2 separate regions of the Gossypium hirsutum genome follow, and region 1 is linked to region 2. The links are chromatin contacts, called in public Hi-C maps. All regions are on one chromosome and are shown on one strand. Each heading gives the region's core, a stretch centred on a gene start, on an enhancer-like site or on the middle of the called end of the contact. The rest is flanking DNA. Distances are from core to core; before and after follow the strand shown. Region 1 has its middle 26 kb from the start of LOC107895582. Region 2 holds the start of LOC107896890 (integrin-linked protein kinase 1).

The links. Hi-C and Micro-C count contacts between places; a contact is called where the count stands out from the background.
Region 1: a Hi-C map of leaf shows a contact between it and region 2, with 2.9 times the contacts expected there. The contact joins the enhancer-like site here to the promoter of LOC107896890 in region 2. A contact is called at or near these places in 11 of 34 Hi-C or Micro-C datasets (anther, callus, hypocotyl and 2 more).

Annotation. Positions count from the first base shown.
Region 1 is chrA10:83,284,347-83,288,990 of Gossypium_hirsutum_v2.1, reverse strand. No RefSeq gene overlaps it. Among protein-coding and RNA genes, the nearest start is that of LOC107895582, 26 kb to the right of the region's middle. Within about 2 kb of position 2,705, at least 3 of the 9 cell types and tissues checked have an H3K27ac peak or open chromatin away from gene starts, as enhancers often do. A contact at or near this core is called in hypocotyl and leaf, where this site is marked.
Region 2 is chrA10:83,235,492-83,240,045 of Gossypium_hirsutum_v2.1, reverse strand. It overlaps LOC107896890 (integrin-linked protein kinase 1), which reads left to right and starts at 1,425. Exons shown (of 12, transcript XM_016822188.2): 1 at 1,425-2,295. The coding sequence starts at 1,879.

The sequences.
Region 1 (4,644 bases), core at 1,456-3,955, 48 kb before region 2:
AGCTGCTAAGAATAATGTGGCAATCTGCCAGAATCAGATAAGTGTGGTCAAGCCACCAGAATTGAAGTCAAATTACCAGAATAGATATGTGGTTAAACCATCAAATAAGGCAGATCATTAAACTGTCAACACTTCCTCTGTCACATAATTATCTCACTCCAATGCATATGCAACAATAGCATAACCAGATATTCAGATACAAAAATATCAAACATGCTTACATAATTTAGACTCAATTTTTAATTATAAATTATATGATTATATTGTAATTGGATTTCAAATTTTACAAAAAATTATTCTATTTTATTTTTTATAAAATTAATAAATATATTTATAAAAAAATATAAAATTTGTAATTAACATATATGATATTTATAGCATTAAATATATAATATAGAATTTTATAAAATTAAAAATATACAATTTAAAATAAAAATAGTCGAGGCATGGTGAAATTTAGTTAAAGTCCACCTCGAAATTTTTCATTGAAAAACTTGACCCATCCTCCCCTAAAACTCAATTTTCAAAAACATAATGTCTTGTATGATATAGGATTCTTTTGGATAGGTGTTTACTTCTAGTGCAGCGTGTTTAGTTTTTCTTTTTTATCTTAAGCTATAATATCTAATATCAACGTCACCACTATTTTTATACTAATCATAAGTAAACACATTGCCCATCCAAAAAAACCTTAGGAGGGTTTCAACCAATTGATTTCCTACAATTGATTGGATTTTAAGAAAATATATCTTTAAATTTGAATTGGATACCGATTATTTTATTTATTAATTAATAATTTTAATTTATAAAATATAAAATAATTTTTTGAGCAATGAAATGGGTTAGAAGATCACCCTAGCCCAGTTTAATTTGGACTTAGACAAAACACTCAAAGTTTTTCAACCATACACACCAATTCAGTTGATATTTTCTCTTTTTTATTTAAATATTAAAAAATATCCACTTATTTTCTCACATGTCACTAACTTAATGCCAGCCTCTTGTTTGTTGGCACTTTGTCGAGGGTTGGAATAATGTGTGCAAACTCAACCGCTTCCCTTTAATGTGGAATTTATATGTTTGTTTGAGTACTAAAAAGAAACAAAGGATTTCTAAAAAGAAAAGGTACAAAAAAAAACTTGCATTCTTGGTTTATGCCCCATTTCCTACGATTACAACTATTTACAGTGTCAATTTTTATCTTAGAAAACAAATAAGATTTAGTCTTGACCTGCTCTAAAAAGTTAGAAATTAGGGTTTTCATCGGTTCCTAAATTTGTGGTGGTTGTATGTTATCAATTTGTTAAAAATACAGGAAGGGAATCGTGTCACAAGGTGGTTTCCCTAGGTTGTAGCTTGTTCTACTACAAAATCTCAATGCTTGTGGTAATTGAAAAGAAATGTCCAGTGAATAGAATCAAATGTCTTCCTTAAATCAATTTTTTTGCTCATTCTGGAAGTGTGATAACCCCTTCACCATTTCTTGTGCCAGCATCACATTCTCAACATTTCTGCCATGAAGAAATGCACTTTAGGTTCTATTGGCAAACAACTTTGCTGTGCATTTCTAAAAGAAGTGACAATATATGAGCCCAAAATCCACCATGACTCTGCTTTTAAGAACAAGAGCTACTCAAGTAGATTTCACAACTTAGGAAGCTTATCAATGTTGAAAATTTGAAGAATTGCCACACCAATGATATCCCAATGAAGGGATCTACACATACATATTTCATTTTCTCAAAACTTGATTTTTAAATTATTTTTTCACTCATCAACTAGGAAATAAGCTGTGTTATCTTTTACCTTGTTCACGAGTTTTGAAATATATTTTATTGTTAAACTATTTTTTATATATGTGCAATGCACGAGTAAGATATAGTGTATAAAAATTAAAGAACATATAAATTGGTTTTTTCCTTCATATGCTTGAATGTAAAACAATGATTAATTCCCTAAAAAATAATTATTAATTTGGGAATGAAATAAAATATTTTTTTTAGTTCATATTTGTTAAACTCAATATACATCAAGAGGGTTGAATTGGTGTTTTAAAAATTTAAAGCAAAGATGACAGATTAAAGAATTTACAGGTGATTCAATTTCAATTACCTACCTTCACTACATTAGCTTACCATAACTAAGCAAAGATGAGGTTTAACATTTATAATATTTATCTTTTCAAAAGGCAAGATAGAGTCACTTCTCATTCCTTAAGGTTTTTTACTCAAAAACCTTAATAAATCCTCACAAATTTTAGAAAAATAATTGAGAAAGAATTTTTTTCTCTAAAAGGTAGATATAGAAAAAATTAATTGTCTTACAATACAGGACAACACTTGAAAGAAAAAATTACAAATAAACCCGCACGTGTGTACAAGTAAAAATACGAATAACAAAGAGAAAAGATTGGATTTTTCTCTTGAGTTTTGTAATCTTATTTCTTGTATTGTTCAGAGTGTTCTTGTTCTATATTTATACCCTCTTATAGATAAATAGTTGATTGGTGTTGATAGAGATCAAATTGAGCATTGAAGTATTTAATTTTAGCATTAAATGCACTTGCAGAGCTAGAGGAACAAATACCCAAGCCTTTGGAGTGCGATTCCTTTCATCCAAAATGTGACCATTGGGCCATAAGTACTGCACCTCAGTTGCGAGGAGTACGGTACCTCTTAAGTAGAGGTCCAGTACTTGAGCTTTTCGAGACCATAAAAAAGGAGGCTTGGGTGCGGTTCCTTTGAGGGGATGGTGTACCTTGTGTCCATTTTGCTTACTAATTCTTAGGTACTGCACCATTTTCCAAAATAGTTCAATTCTTTTTAGTCAATGTGCTTAGTGACTTTTAGGTACCATTTTTTGCCAGGGCATCACACTTGATTTGGTTCATTTAGAAAATTTTATTTTTCATTTAAAAGAAGATTTGAAAATAATTCTTAAAAATTTATTTTACCAAATTTAATTTAAAGAGTATTTGTTATATCAAAACATTAAAAAAATAAAACTAACAATATTAAATGATAAATAATATTTAAAATAATATAGTGAAACATTAGTCATCGGTAACTATCAAATAGTAAAAAATTAAAATATTTTAAAATGAACAAAAATAACCTAAAATGCTAAGTGAAGGTGTTGATGGGCCAAGTAACTTGCGCTTGGGTTTTACATTTTCGACTTCAAGCCTAGCCGATTTACTATACAATAATTGAAATATATAAAAATATTTTTTATTAATATTTATAATATTTATAATTAAATTTAAATAAAAATACTTTTATTATGATTTAATAAGTGAAATGAGCTTTTCGGATAAGCTAGTCTAGAAATTTTTTAGAATTAGGCCTAAGCTCAAGTAGACCTATGAATACCTCTACCGTCAAGTAAATATATTTACTTCAGTTAAAGGTAAACAATAAGTAATAAATTATAATCATTGTTAAAAATAAGTAGTAAAAAATGTAAAGTTAAACTATTCAAATAGTCAATCGAGTTTACCTATGTTCTTATTTTGGTCATCCATTTTAAAATTTTGTAATTTTAGTCATTCCCATTAGTTAAATTTCATGTTTTAGTGGCCTTATTTTGATTGTTATAATAACAATTCTAGCCATTAACATTTTATGCAATATGTCTATTTGATCCTAATTTTAAAAATTTTAACAATTTTCTCCCTCAATATTTACATTTTCGATCAACTCGGTCCTATAAATTCAAAAAATTTATGATTATAAAAATTTCAAAAAAATAATAAATAAAAAATTGCATAAATTTTCATAAAAAAAATTATAAAAATTTGCATAATTGATGGTGTTAATTTTTGTTTCGGTTGGCTGAGAGAGTTTGAGTGGTCTTGAAATTCTGAGGTAGTTGGGGTTGAATTATTAGTAGGAAATTGAGATTTAGTGGGGTGTTTATTTTGATTTTATTTTATTTTATTTTTCCCCCGAAAGACTTCTATGTTTGACATTCTGTCTTCTTCCTCTTTTTTGGACTTCTGCCAATTTTTTCTTTCCTTTTTCCTCTTTGATTCAGTAATCAAGTTTTAGTGCAATTCTTTGTGTTTCGGTGTTAGGTACCTAATTCTCGGTTTAGTAAGTGTGTTTATTGTTTTTGGCTAGTGAATCTTTGGTTGATGGGGTTTCGTTTTTGTTGCTTAGGAGAAGATCAAGGGACTGAGGGCTTCCAACAAGTGCTATACTTGTGCGAAATCATCGTTGCTCATTCGAAGGTAAAGGTTTTGGTGAAATAAGAGATTGTATGTTCCGGTGTAGTTTCGATTTAGTATCAATTTAAGTGACTAATTCGATGATTTATTGATCAATTTTAGGTGTTGCGTGGCTTGGGAGTGTTTTCGCATCGAAATCGTATCAGGTGTGTTCCCAAAATGCAAAAAATTGAGTTTTGGCTAGAGCCGAAAAAGTATTCTATCGACGCCACACGAGTGTGTGCCCAGCCGTATGGTTGACCGTCTGCGAGACACAATCGTGTGTCTGACGAAGGTACGACCGTGCACAAGACACGATCGTGTAATGGTGTGAATGTGGCCATGTAGGTCACACGGGCTAGGCCATATTGGCTGCGCCGGCCTACACGCTCAGCGTGTGGGTTTTGGACCAAGCCATATGGGCCACATGGGCAAGG
Region 2 (4,554 bases), core at 176-2,675:
TATCTTTGAATTAGCCATCTATATCTCATAGTGATGTATCGATTATTAGTACTTTTGAATTAATTATTTATACTTCAAGAATATATATGAATACTTTACTCTATAAAAATTATTTTGATTATTGATCCCTAAATATCGATATTTAACCACTAAAATATTTAAACCTACTTTAAATTGACAATTTTAAAAATGTTTAAAGAATTTTTTTAATAATATTTTCACAAAATAACTTAAAAATAAATTAATAAACATTACCATCAAATTCAAATAATTTACTAAGAATAAGTGTATCTTATTTGCCCATACCATTTATTATATATACATTAGGTATCGTATTATATTTATGACACTATTTCATATTTACGTCGGCCGAAACCAAACAACTAAGATTATCTTAAGGGGGCGACACGTGCTAATATGCTTTAGTTTGAAGAGGGAAAAAGATCACATTAGAATAATGAAAGTGACATTAAGCTTGAAGCATGTACAAAAATGAAATGTAATATTTTTCTATAAATATATTATATTCTCTCCATTGACGATCACTTATTAATTTTAAGTTCCACACACTGAATAAGTAATAATAAATAATAATAATATGTTGTTTAATTATCATAAAATTTTATATTATTAATCAAAAGAATAATTTTATGCAACATGTCATAAAAAGTAATTTTTATATACATTATTCAAAACTTTTAAATTAAACCTTCTCCATATTATATAATATTATTTTTAATATTTTTTATAAATAAAACGTCATAAAAATAAAAATAAATATTAGAAATAACTTTGAAAGAAAAATAATAATTTAGATATTATATTATCTCTCACATAACAAATTTCATCTATCATAAGAATTTCGTTTTTCCTACCCCTAAAAAAATCGGTTTTTTTTTATTTTCTAAAAAAATAGTTAATATGTAGTATTTTAGTTTTAGAAAAGAAAAAAAATCAAAACTACTCAAAAAATTTAGTTTAATGTGAATGCTATAAATTTTGATTTTGTACAATTTTATATATAAATTTTTAATTTAATTTAAGTTTAATAATATTATCAGTTCAGTATCAATTTATATTTATATATAAATAATTATATTAATCAAATACAAAAATAAATAAATAATTTATTTATTTATTTAAATAATAAAATTGACTTAAGATCAAAATTTTATATGTATAATTATACTAAATCAAAATTTATATTTTAAATATTGTATATTAAAATAAAATTTAAGTGTAATTTTAATATTTATTTTATTTTAGAGAAAAAGTCAGTCAAAATCAAATTGAATATAGTGATAGTTGAATCTAGATGTAATTATTTATATTTTTTAGAAAAATAAAAAAATCTCTTGGATAACATTTTGAAAATTTTTACTCATTAAAAAGTAAAATATAATTATTATTGAATTTAATTCAAAGAATAAATTATAGATTTTTTTCGGCATTTGTCTCTCACAACAAACACAACGTTGTACGTTGTAATAAGATAGACAGCACTATCAATGAATATTTAGGTGAACGCCATTTTCGGTGGTTTCGTGGGTTGAAACAAAAAACAAGCAAAGGAGAAAAACCAAAAGCCAAGTTTCGACCATCGTTTTTTTTGCCTTGATTTTCTCTTTTCTTATTAGGCCCCCTGCGCTTCGCTCGGATCTCAAATCTTCTATCCTTCATCTCCTCATTCAGGCTTCGGCTCGATATCGGGATCCCTGAGCTTAAACTTGCTTCTCCGTTTTCTCCCCCCATTTGGCTCTCGATCGTCCGAATCCAGATTTACTCTTCACATTCCCTTGTTTTATCGATGATTATGTGAATTGTGTTGCTGTTCCAAATTTCTGGATTACCCTTTTAATTTTATCTTAAGAAACCACCATGGCATTAGCAGATCAGTTAAACCGGGGAATCTCCCGCCAGTTCTCTACCGGGTCAATGAAACAGAGTTTCAGCCGCCAGTTCACGCGGCAGACATCGCTGGACCCTCGGAAGAACAATCAAAGATTCAGCTTTGGTCGGCAGTCGTCGCTGGACCCAATTAGGCGGAGTCCCCTCCACGATGATATGGCGGTGCCGGAAAACCTTGACGCGACCATGCAGCTGCTCTTCATGGCGTGTAGAGGGGATGCCAAAGGAGTGGACGATTTGTTGAATGAAGGCGTTGATGTTAATAGTATTGATTTGGATGGCCGTACTGCTTTGCATATCGCTGCTTGTGAAGGTCATGTTGAGGTTGTTAAGCTTCTTCTTGTTAGGAAGGCTAATATTGATGCCCGTGACCGTTGGGGTAGTACGGTACGTTTCTTCTTCTTCCTTTTTTATTTATTTATTCATTTTGTCTTATTTTTTGTCCGTTTTCTTTTAATCCTTTATTTGTTCGAATTGTGGGGAAAGTTATTATTTATTTGCAGGTTTCAACTATTTCATTGTTATCATTGTGATTAATCATCTTTATTGGTCGGTTTTGTTCATACAACTTATTGGTTTTGAACATGGAAGTTTAAAGATGTTATTTTGTTTCAATGCTTAAGCTATTTAGCTTTGATTGAATATTGGGATCTCGTGTGGTGTGGTTTAGGGGAGAAAACAGGTAGTAAATTAACAAATTAGGGCTGAACTATGAATAGGAAAGAAGATGGACTCTAGAAAACTTAGGTTATAGAAAACCTCTAATTTTCTATTAATTCAAAGACTTTCATTCTTGCAACTAGGCCTTCTTGTAAACAAAGTTTTGTTCCTATTCCTAAGTTTAAATCCTAATGATAGTAGCCGTCTATAATATATCCATACTTAGATAAATATTATAAGATAAAACTGTCATAATAAAATATTGTAATAAAAAGAAAAGCTCCTGTCTCATCTCCCCTGTTTGAAAAATTCAACTCCGGTGAGAAAAGTTTCACCACTTCAGCATAATTTTCTAGATCGGCTCTTTGCAGCCTCTTCTCCATGATTAATATCTTTAATGACTCAACATGTGCCTTTTCATCTTGTTCATTCTTTAGTTTCAATTCCATCCCCAAACATTGCTTCCAAACTAACTCCATATTCCACTATATTTGAGTAAATCTTTCTCTTTCAATAAAAAACCTTGCTGCATGTTTTCATCACAATATTCTCTAGTGGTTTTGAGTTCCACTACCAAATCCTTGACCTTTGTTTCTCGAAACTGTCCAAATGCAACTTCTTGATTCAACCTTGATACAAGATCTGTCATGCTTGTTTTTGCTGTAGCTAGCCTCCATCTTTATTTCTAGACTTCTCTATGTCATTCACAAACAACATTAAGGGACTGGTTTTCATTCGATGCAACCACAAAAAGTTCATTAACAACCAGCTTCTGAACATCACCTCCAGAACTGTCCAGGCATAGCGAGGTAGCAGCACAGAAGAAACCATGATCTTCACAAAATCCACTAAGGTCATTGCCCTCAGGAATAGATCAGTTAAACCTGACCTCAAATTCCATTTGCATCAAAAGCAAGAACTACTTTTGCCCCAAACACCAATTTTTGCCCCCCTTAAAGCAGATTGTAGAGAGGAAAATCTTGAAGGTGGTGTGGCACTTGTTGTATCAGCTTCTATGCTCTGTGCAACACTTTTTGCATATACAGATGCCCTTTCAGCCCTTGTAGTTTCTTTCACACTATTTGCTTCTCTTGATGTTGATCTAGCTCCTAAATATGCTCTAGCATAATAGCTTAGTTCCACATAGACATCTACTGTGGGAACAAGCTGTGACTCAATTTTTCCGCCCTCATAATCATGAACAATAACAGCTTTATTAACAACAATAAAACATGTTATGTCCTCTCTTTTCCATCCCCAAAAGTTGTAGATCACAACAATCAAGTTATTTCCATTAGACAGGTCAGTATCTGATGCAAGGCACTAAGGTATATTCAGAAGTGGACACTACTGGAAATTGGTGGTTGAATCCCCATATCCCGTGGATGACTTCGCATCAGCTAAGCAAGTGAGTGAAGATGCAACAACCTCAACATGATGTTTAGCAATAAACCGAGTATCTGCCAATGAGTCTGTATTTGGCCTCTAATCATGCTTCCCTTTTTAAAATTCAAGTTGCCTTGCTGCCAAATAGTAGACGCTTAGTATTCTAAAATAAAATTTTAAAGTTGGTCTGCTTGTAAAGCATCCTGTCCAGTAAGCATTTTCACAATCTGGTGAAGACTCATATTTTGTTTTAGTCGGTTGCAGCATTGCTTTTATTTGGATAAAATAGTTGCATGCGAACTTGGCACACAAAAGCATTGTACAAAAAGGAATGTACCTTACATGTGCAAACTGACTTTCCTGCATTCCCCTTCCAACATAAACTCTAGGCAAAAGTTTAGAGAACAAATCCACGTTGATGGTTGAGGCTCATCAAAATAAGATGCAAATTCGGTTGCCAAGGAAGATGGTCATGCAAAATCATTAATTGAAAGTCCTCATTCATGCCTTTTTCTCCGAGATTCTCTCCTTTTTCTGAGGATATTCTAGCACAGTCTATTTCACTTGAAACCACTGGAACCTGATTTTTAGTTGCAGCTT